Regions from separate parts of the Mus musculus genome. Here regions 2 and 3 are each linked to region 1. Evidence: chromatin contacts called from public ChIA-PET and HiChIP or PLAC-seq data. All regions are on one chromosome and are shown on one strand. The core of a region is the stretch at or near the end of the contact, and the rest is flanking DNA. Distances in the headings are between cores, read along the strand shown. Region 1 holds the start of Mbd3 (methyl-CpG binding domain protein 3). Region 2 holds the start of Pwwp3a (PWWP domain containing 3A, DNA repair factor). Region 3 holds the start of Ndufs7 (NADH:ubiquinone oxidoreductase core subunit S7).

Region 1 (3,166 bases), core at 221-2,720:
TCCGGGTGCAGTGGAGTAGGGACAACTACAGTCGGCTAAAAAGGTAGATGCTCCAGCCGTAGGGCAGCATGCATGCGGCCCAGGATTCTATTCACACCACTGGGGATAGAACTGGGGAAGAACAGCAGGTGTAGGTTGCCTGGCTATTATTCAGATAGACAGCTTTCACTGCCCTGATTAAAAGGTTGCAAATATGGTCTATGTAGACGCTGCCTCAAAAAAAAAAAAAAAAAAAAAAAAAAAAGGCTGGAGAGTTGGCTAAGAGGTCATGAGTTCAATTGCTAGCAACCACATGGTGGCTCACAACCTTCTATTGGGTGATCTGATGCTCTCTCTTCAAGCAGGCAGAGCACTCATGCATTAAATAAATAAAAAATTTAAAATATTTTTTAAAGAGCAGACTTATTCATAAAAAAGTCTTGCACACAAAAACCACATTCACATTAGTCAGAAGCCACTGTGATGTTACATTTGGGGCCACCGCTCAAGAAGAGCAAGGGCTTTGGAAACGCCATAAAAATGGGGGACATTTTGCTGAACAAGAAGCCAAACCCAAATTTATGCAGGTGAGGGGATCAGGCCACCTGGGGCAGTTCCCTTGCTTCCCGAAACCATGATAAAGTCCCCGCGAGGGTCAAAGGGTCAGCCCATCCCCCTCCCACCCCCGCTTCCCAGCGGCGTCTGGCCAAGGCCCGGGCGCCCCTCGCACGGCGCGCACGGTCCCCGATTCCTTGGAGGACAAAAGCCCGCGCCACAGGCGGGCTAAAAGCCACGAGGCTGAAGCCTTGGCTGCAGGCGTGGCGCACGCGCACTCACAGCAGCGCTGGGTGGCGCGGATCAGCAAAAGGCAAGGCACTGGGTTCAACGCATGCGCGCTGAGGCGAGCCATGGCCGGCGCGTGCGCACTGACCACAGCTGGCACGTAGGACGCACGCTCGGACGCACGCTCGGACGCACGTCGCCCGGCCCAGACCGCGGCCCGCAGTCGGGGCGCCCAGGCCGCCGCAGAGGCCGCTGGGAGGCGCCCGTTGGGGCCCTGCGCGGCCGGCGCGCTCATTCACCTATAGTAAAAGACATCCCTGTGGCCGGCCGACAGCCCCGACCTCCTGGGCACTTCTTCCCTTTCCCAGCCCTGCGGGAGCGCCGGGCACTCCCACCTCTTCCGCTCCATTGCGCCCCGGCTTTTCCGCCCGCCGTGGCCGATGCCGCCGCCGCCGCCGCTTCTGCAAGTTGCGACCCCCGGGCTCGTCGCCGATTCGGCTCCCTCCGCCGCCGCCACTCGCCGCAGCTGTTCTGTCCCACGGGCCTCCGCCCTCCGCCCCCAGCCGGGCGCGCGCCGGCTTCGCCACCCGCTCGGCCCCCTCCCCGCGCTTCACAGCCCCCGCTAGGGGGGCCGCTCCGCCCACCCGCCCGCGCGTGGGGCTCGTCTGCGCAGGCGTGGAGTCGGCCCCGCCCCTTCGCGCTCGCAGGACCAGTCTGACTGCCGTCCAGACTCTCTGCGCAGCCGCGGCCCCGACCCAGCCTTCGCTTGCCTTCAAGACCCGCCCCAAGGCTGTGAAGCCAATCAGATCACTTCAGCTCCTCGGCTTAAAATGCACAGTTGGCTACGTCCCGCCTTGCGGGAGACGCCCACAGGGCATGGAGACCAATCAGCGCTCAGAACCTCGTTCTGTGCTTAACTTCTCATATAAATCTGCTCTGAGACAAGGACAGCCAATCAGCGTGGCCGGGGTGGGACAACCATTGCGTTTGCGCTCTAGACTCCGGAAGCACAGTGTGTGCTGCACCTGGTCTGTACCAAGCTGGAGCAGTTTCGCCCGAGCTGCCGTCCTGGTCCTGGGGTCGCGCTGGGCTGCACCTGCGCAGTGTGCGTTTGTCAGGGACCCGCCTGGGCTTTGTGAAAAAGATCGAGTACAACTCGGGGCCTTCGACGCAGTCCTGCTTCCCTCTGCGTTTCGTTCTGGCCTCTCGGCTGTTCCAGCCCCAGCCTCTATTGCGTTACTGCGAGGACAGAAATGCACCACCACTCCCGGCTTCACCAAGAACTATTTAAGAAGTTTGTTCTTTGCAGCAGTACTGAAAATAGAAAGCAGAACCTTACACGTGGTAGACTTTCTGCCGTTAGGCTGCACCCCAGCCTGAGTTTGATGGCTCACGAACCTATTTAGAACATTCCTGGCCAGCCTGGGCCACACAGCAATACCCTAAAATCAGGCCAGGAATAGTGGCACGTGCTTGCCATCTCAGCACTGGGATAGTGGAGGAAGGAGGATCAAGCACTTCAAGACCAGCTTGGAGTTTACTAGATCCAGCATCAGAAGGAAGAACAAAACCAAAAACTGGTTTCTAAGTTAGTGAATGGAGTCACTCGCACTATCGCCCCTTGTCTACCGCAGCCCTGAGGACAGGGAGCTGGGGGGTCACTTACTCCTGCTTGGTACTGTCGGCTGCTTTGCCACTCAGGCCCAGCCAGACTTACCCAGGGAACATGCCTGAAGGCCAACTACCTTCTCACCCAGGCTTCCATTATACAGTACCTGGAAGACCTCTCTTTGAAAGGGGACCCTCCCTGACAAGGAGAGCTGCCAAGGGATCATGAGGTGAAATCACAACACATTTAAAGATCTTTGTCTTGCCTGCAATTTTTGGAGCTCAGGAACTGTATTTTATGAGCTAGGATTTGGGTCCCCAGATCAGGAGGAGAGATCAGATCACAGTGAAGAAGGTCAGGGGGACATGGAGGCTGGGATTAGTGTTTTGTATTTTTGAGTCAGAGTCTGACTTTGTAGCTTTCCCTGGCCTTGAACTCCGAGATCCTTCTGCCCCCTGCTTCCCAGGTGCTGGGATTAAGCCAGGCTTGGTGTCTGACAGATTTTTGCATGTGAGAATGGCAGCAGAAAATTGACACTGGGGTTCTCAATTCTCTATTTTTGAATTTTAAAAATCTGTGCCTCTTACCATCCAGAACCATCTAACTTCCCCAGACTGGGTCTCTCAGCTTGTAGCTTACTGCTTTATCTGGGCTGGCAGGAAGGGAGGTCTCAGACATGCAGCCTCCGGGCAAGGAAGTTCAGGCTCTCACGCGTGTTTGCCAAGCTGGTTACTCAACTGTCTTTCTCCTTCCATCTTTTTTATTCTTAAACCAATAAGGGGTTTTAAGTGGCCC
Region 2 (3,166 bases), core at 384-2,883, 170 kb before region 1:
ATGGGTAAGTGAGTTAGTAATGAATGGATCAACTGGCAAGTTGGTTAAACCATGAAGAGGTTACTAAATGGATGGGTTGATTAGTAAACGGCTAAACTGATGAATGGGTTGGTTAACTGGTGACTGGGTTTAACTAATTCCTTACATTACCATCTTTTGCTCACTGCTTCTGCTTCAATTGTGAACCTATAGAACCAACCTTGCTGAGAGACCTGGCCATCCCATGCATCCCACGGACACGCTCACACCACCCACTCACCCACATCCCCTCCACCACGCATAACCTCCAAGCTTATGCAGACCAGTAATGCTTGGTGGTGACAATGTGACAATCCTCACTTCAAGAGAATTACCTGAGAATCAGTGGCCTAGAACACACACACACTGCCCACTTTGGCCAGTGCTGTCAGGAGACCCTAGTACTGCCATCTAAGCTTCTGGGCCTGGGATTCCTGACCCCATGTCACTTGTGGCACAAGCCACCATCCTAATGACACCCAGGGTGCAGGCCCGTCATCTCACCTCTGTGGCCAACAACAACACTTGTTCTCCATCTGTAATAAGCACAGTAGAAAAACACTTAGGTTGGAGAGATGGCTCTTCCAGAGGATGGAGGTTCAAATCCCAGCACCCACGTGGCCCCTCACAACTTCCTGTAGTACTCCAAGATCTGATGGCTTCACACAGACATGCATGCAGGCAAACGCCAATGCGCATGAAATGGGAATAAGTAAACCATTTTAAAAAGGAAAAACAGTCATGAGAGACCAGGTCAGTGACATTGCTCAGGTGAGCAGCCTAACTGCCTTAGTTAAGAATTTGAGTGTGAACCTCACCTGCAGTGGTGGCACACGCCTTTAATCCCAGCATTTGGCAGGCAGAGGCAGGTAGAGTTTGAGGCCAGCCTGGTCTCTACAAAGTGAGTACCAGGACAGCCACAGCTATACAGAAAGATCCTGTCTCAAAAAAACAAAAACAAAAACATTTGTCGGCAGCCAAACTGGAAACTTCCAGTTCTAGAAAAGTCCATGGATACAGGTCCTGGATGCAGCCCCCCTCCCTCCCAGTCGCTGACTATGCTTGGGGACCTAGGTATGAGGCCATCTCACATTCTATTTTCCACTTCAGGACTTGGGCATCCTCACTGGATGGCTTTTTTTTTTTCCCACATAGGTGGGATAACTTCCTTCTGGGGTGGGAATCGGGTTACTTCGGAAGCTGGAAGGTACTAGAAGTCTGTGAGGAGCTCGTGAGGCCTTCGCCTTCCCAACCCCCCTCTGTCTTCGCATAGCTGCTCGCAGGCGGAAATCTGTCTGGAAAAAGGGCCCACTTTCCGTCTCAGGAACCATTGCAGGATGTAGGAAAACTGGGGCGTGGACTACGGGCTGAGGCGTGGTCTAGGGAGGCCGCCGCCGTCTGTGGGAGGGGCCATGATGTGAGCTCCATCTTCTTATTGGCCAGCAGCGGGGGGTGGGACTTGGAGCGGGCCTCCCGGTCTACCCTGCCTCGGGCCCAGGGGGAGCCCTCGCCGCGCACTCCACAAGTTGGGCAGGAGGGAAGGCGGTGGAGGGCGTGACCGATGGGCTGAGGCGTGGCCCGCAGGAGGTGGCGCGCTCTTGGGGGGCGGGGTCGAGGCGCAGGTACGCAGTTCCCATTGGGCGGCGGCGCGGGCGGGACTCGGCGCCGCTGTGAGGCAGGCCCCGCCCCTAGCCCGCGGGGATCTGCGCGGCGGCGGAGGCGGTGAGCGCGCGGGCTTGCGGCGGCGGTTGGCGGGCGGGCTTCCGCCGTTGGGACCGCCGCGGCCTGGTCGCTCAGGCTCGGACGCCGCGTCAGGCGGGCTGGGTGGGTGAGCCCGCTGCGGCCTGGGGAGGGCCGGGCGGGGTGCAGGCGGAGAGCCTGGGGAAGGGCGGCGGCTGGGCTGGACCAGCTGGGCCGCGTCCGGTTCTGCGCAGGGCCCACGTGCGGCCGAGGCCCCTGGGGGGCTGAGAACCTCGTTTCCTGGTGCAAACCCTGTGTTTCTGACCTAAGTCCCCTTCTCTGCAGCCTGAGCCCCATCCCTGCCGAGAGCCTCGTATTTCCGGCCTGATCCCTATCTTCTGCAGCCTGAACCCCGTATTTCCGGCCTTATATCTCTCTTCTGCAACCTGAGCCCCGAGTTTCCTACCTTATACCCCTTTTTTGCAGCCTGAACCCGTGTCCTTGCTAAGACCCCGAGTTTCCTGCTGGAGGCCCCTTATTGACCGGATACCTCGACCTCTGCAGTATCAACCCAACATTACACACATACACACACACACCCCGTGCCGCCTGAATCGTGAATTTACTGCTTGGTACCCTGTCTCAGCAGCCTGAATTTATGTCCTTGCTGAAAATTCTGGATTTCTTGCCTTATTTCTTCCCTTTGACCCCCTCTCTGCAGTCTAAGCCCCCAATTTGCTGCTCGAACCTTATCCCTGTTGTGAACTCTGAGTTTCATGTCAGAATCGCAGTCTCCGCGCCCAAACTCCCTCTAGCCTGACCTCCCATTCATTGCTGTAAACCCTATATTTCCTGCTGAACTCAAGTTTCTGCAGCTTGAATCTCAGTTCCTCTGTGAACCCCATCTTTGTTTCCCTACTGCAAACCCCACCTCTTTTACCTGACTCCTACCTGAACCTCTTTCTTTGCTATGGACATATTTGCTGCCCAAACCCCAGTCCTTGTTACCTGAGCCTCATCTTTTGTTGTCTGAGTTCCCATAACGCTGCAGAGCCCTTGTTATCTCCTGAAACCCCACCCTGCTTTAATGAACTCCCATCCTTGCTGGGAACCCTGTTCCCCCAACTCTGCTGCCTGTAATCCCTCTGGAAAACCTTTCCTGCTTCTACGATCCCTTCTACTACATAAACCCTTGTTTCTGCTGGTAGTTCCCTTGTTCCTGCCGTCCTTCCTGCTGCTTTGGTCCCCCTTCCCCCATCTTTCCATTTCTGTTCACAGCCCTGGCTGCTTCTGCCAGAACCCTGCATCTGTCCCTGTCCTTCCAGGGAATGGGGTATGTGGAGTGTGGTGTGTGCTGCAGCCACCCTTCAGGCCCGAGGCAGGGAGGGCTTGTGAGCTTTGCTGCTGCAGCATAGTTTGCGTGCAACCTTAAAGAGGGGATCTGTTAAATTTTATTTACAGAAAACAA
Region 3 (3,166 bases), core at 331-2,830, 150 kb before region 1:
GACTTTCTACCAAATGACAGCCACCTCCCATCCCTTAATGCCAAGCCAAGCGCTCTGGAAATAAGAGGCAGGGATAATGTGTGTGTGCGTGCTCATGTGTGTGTGTGTCTGCGAGTGTGTGTGCTCATGCAAATGTGCAGCATGAGCCATTGGTACCCATGCCTGGGACAACTTTCGGACTCCAGTTCTCTCCTGCCACCTTGTGGGATCTAGAGATCTAACTCAGGTCTAGCAGCAGTCAACTGCTTTTATCCACTGAACCAGTTCAGACCTTTATCATTCTCATTATCATGGTTGGCCTTGAGTTTGCTGTCTAGCCAAGGACTCCTAACTCTCCTGCCTCAACCTCCCCAGGGCTGGAATGACAGGCACGCCACACATGCCTTGTTTATGTGGTGCCGAGGTGGAACCAGGGTCTTCTGCGTGATAGGAGAGAGTGCTCACTAACCACCTACATTTATTCATTTTACTTTATTATTTTATGTGTGGGTGTTTTGACTGCATGCATGCCTGGTGCCTGGAGAGATCAAAAGAGCCATCAGAGACCCATGAATTGGAGTTTTAGAAGGTTATGGGATGCTGGGAATTGAATTCCCATTCTTTTGAAAGAGGAACCAATGCTCTGCTGAGCCATTTTAAAAAAATGTTACCTTTGGGAGGCAGAGGCAGGTGAATTTCTGAGTTCAAGGCCAGCCTGGTTTACAGAGTGAGTTCCAGGACAGCCAGGACTATACAGAGAAACCCTGTCTCGAAAAACCAAAAAAGAAAAAAAAAAAAAAGTTACTTAACAACATCATTACCAACAACAATAATAATTTTGGCTTTTTGAGAGGAAGAACTTGTCCTCGTACACATCCTCCTGCTTCTCTGGGGTGCTAGTCTGACAGGTGTGTAAACAATTCACCCCGATACTTTTACATTTCATAGTCAGTAATGGCTTTAGACCTATTAATTGGAAGAATGCAGGACTGATTGCTAATATGTAAATAGAACGTAAAAGTTCAACATTGGATTGGACTAATTCAAGACTGTGGTTCAAAACGAATCAAAAATCTCAAAAACGGAAGACAGGTTCATCAATGAGTTAAAAACACTTGCCGAAACCCGGGATCGAACCAGGGACCTTTAGATCTTCAGTCTAACGCTCTCCCAACTGAGCTATTTCGGCGACGCGCTGTTTGTCGGTAACACCCTCCCTCCGCCCCGTGCCATTGCTTTAGCGCGCAAGCGCACTTCACAATTTGTCTGTCAAACCTTGTAGGGTTATACTATAAGCAGCTGACTAATGTCGTCTCTGTGGCGCAATCGGTTAGCGCGTTCGGCTGTTAACCGAAAGGTTGGTGGTTCGAGCCCACCCAGGGACGACCACAGCGACTTTTTCATTCCCTAATACTGAATAAAGTGGAAGTTCTTTATTTTGTCGCTGTTTCCTGTTTGTCACAGGACGACCGTGGCGCACTCTGCGCGGACGCGACCACAGGTATAAAGCGGGTCAGAACCACTCGGCTTGTGGTGCGGGTTTCCGCTGGTGTCTATTTGGGCGTTGGACTAGAACCGGAACTCTTTGGAGGACGGACCGCAGAGGTTGTCTGAAGGCCGAGGCCAAGATGGCGGCGCTGGCGGGTGAGTGAAGCCCTTGCGGTCGGGAGAGTGGCGTAGTCCTGGGCTCCGAGCTGGCGCTGCGGGGACCTTGGAGCCCAAGCCTAGTGTTGAGAGGCGTTGGGACCGTAGAGACCTATAGGTCAGATCCCAGCCCTCGGTAATGTCGGTGTCTAGCATTAGGCCGAAGCATGTTTGAATTCACGTTACACAGTTCTGCATGGTCTACATAGCAAGTTGCAGGCCTCCTGCTATCGTCCCTGATTATAGTCGGGAACGCTGAGGCCTGTGTATCTTCCAACCTCAGGAAGCTGACTGCAGAAACCCGGCTGATGTCCCCGAAGCACAGAGTGGGACAGGGGAGAGGCCCAGGACACTTAGGCCACCCACCCGGTGGCTCTTTCCATCTCATCCCCAACCTGGACAGCTAGCAAGGGCCTCTAGAGCAGATGTCTTAGTTTCCCTGCCAAAGCTTTGGTGTCTTTCTCTTTATGTACAGGGATTAAACACCTGTGCAGTTTGGTAGACGTGAGCGACAGTTGCTAAGTGGAACCTCCCATCGCCTAGCAGGTTGCAGTGTTAACATAAGGAGTGGGAGAACTCAGGAAGTCGGGTCTAACTCCTTCTGTGTTTTGTTGTTGCTTTGAGACAGTGTCTGATGGGTCCTAGCTCAAACTCTATACTGTGGGTGATCTTGAAGGCTTCATCCGAATGCCTTCACTGCTAATGCTGGGATGGCAGGTGTGCACAGTCAAGCCCATTTATACAGCACCAGGGATGGAACTAAGAGCTTGGTGCATGCCAGGCAGGGACTCTGCCAACACAACTCCAGCCCCAAATGCCTGCTTTGGAGACAGGATCTCATGTATAAGAGGCTGACTTTGAACTCCTGATCCTCCAGGCTCTGACCCCAAATACTAGGATGACAGACTTACTACTATACCCAACATTATTTTTTCTTTTAAAGATAGGGTCTTCCTGTGTGGCCTAGAGTCATATCAAACTCATGTTCCTGCTACAGTCTCTCATTGCTGGGGTTACAGACCCCACCACTGTACCCAGCCCAGCTGTGATGTAGCCCCCTTGAAGAGTGGAGGGCTTGGTGATTCGTGGTGTTGACTGCTGGCGCCTGAATTCACTCAGGCTCAGCTGTGATCTTGCTGGTGACAGTTAATAGACCTTACTGTGGTCCTATTTGAAGGAGAAACTAACACCTTAGAGACAACAAGGAGGATGTTTGCTGTAAGGCATTGTACTGTACAGCTGTGATCCCATCCCTTGGGACGCTGAGGCAGGATGAGCCTAGCCTGGGCTATACTGGATCCCTGCTTCAAAAGAAGGGCACTAAGATTTCTGGGAGTTCCAGGCCGGCCATGGATACATAGTAATACCATTTTAAAAGGCAGGAAGAGGAGGAGGCCTGGAGATGTGGTCCAGTGTTAAAACATTCACTGAATGTGTTCAGGGCCCCACATTTCATTCCCAGCATGACAGCACAGAAATCTGGTCTGAGCCAGACTTGTGCTTCATGCAGTCCTAGCTGCTCAGAAGGCTCTCCTGAGGTCAG

The links. ChIA-PET counts read pairs in DNA pulled down with a chosen protein or histone mark. HiChIP or PLAC-seq counts read pairs in DNA pulled down with a chosen protein or histone mark.
Region 2: a contact with region 1 is called in an H3K27ac HiChIP or PLAC-seq map of embryonic stem cells, with 6 read pairs. The contact joins the promoter of Pwwp3a here to the promoter of Mbd3 in region 1. A contact is called at or near these places in 6 of 39 promoter capture datasets (the C10 cell line, cranial neural crest, fetal liver and 3 more), 2 of 484 Hi-C or Micro-C datasets (forebrain and regulatory T cells), 6 of 115 datasets of contacts at active chromatin or transcription factors (the SCID.adh cell line, effector CD8 T cells, embryonic stem cells and 2 more) and 2 of 9 other capture datasets (adipose tissue and liver).
Region 3: a contact with region 1 is called in an RNA polymerase II ChIA-PET map of memory CD8 T cells, with 2,281 read pairs. The contact joins the promoter of Ndufs7 here to the promoter of Mbd3 in region 1. A contact is called at or near these places in 11 of 39 promoter capture datasets (the 3T3-L1 cell line, 3T3-L1-derived adipocytes, embryonic stem cells and 5 more), 6 of 115 datasets of contacts at active chromatin or transcription factors (the SCID.adh cell line, embryonic stem cells, memory CD8 T cells and 1 more) and 4 of 9 other capture datasets (adipose tissue, embryonic stem cells, liver and 1 more).

The regions. Positions count from the first base shown.
Region 1 is chr10:80,398,061-80,401,226 of GRCm38.p6, forward strand. Mbd3 (methyl-CpG binding domain protein 3) reads right to left here and starts at 1,471. Exons shown (of 7, transcript NM_001306143.1): 1 at 1,158-1,471. The coding sequence starts at 1,171.
Region 2 is chr10:80,224,965-80,228,130 of GRCm38.p6, forward strand. Pwwp3a (PWWP domain containing 3A, DNA repair factor) reads left to right here and starts at 1,634. Exons shown (of 14, transcript NM_023431.5): 1 at 1,634-1,740.
Region 3 is chr10:80,247,869-80,251,034 of GRCm38.p6, forward strand. Ndufs7 (NADH:ubiquinone oxidoreductase core subunit S7) reads left to right here and starts at 1,581. Exons shown (of 8, transcript NM_029272.4): 1 at 1,581-1,623. The coding sequence starts at 1,608. It overlaps n-TFgaa3 (a tRNA gene), which reads right to left and starts at 1,168; the gene lies at 1,096-1,168. It overlaps n-TNgtt7 (a tRNA gene), which reads left to right and starts at 1,291; the gene lies at 1,291-1,364.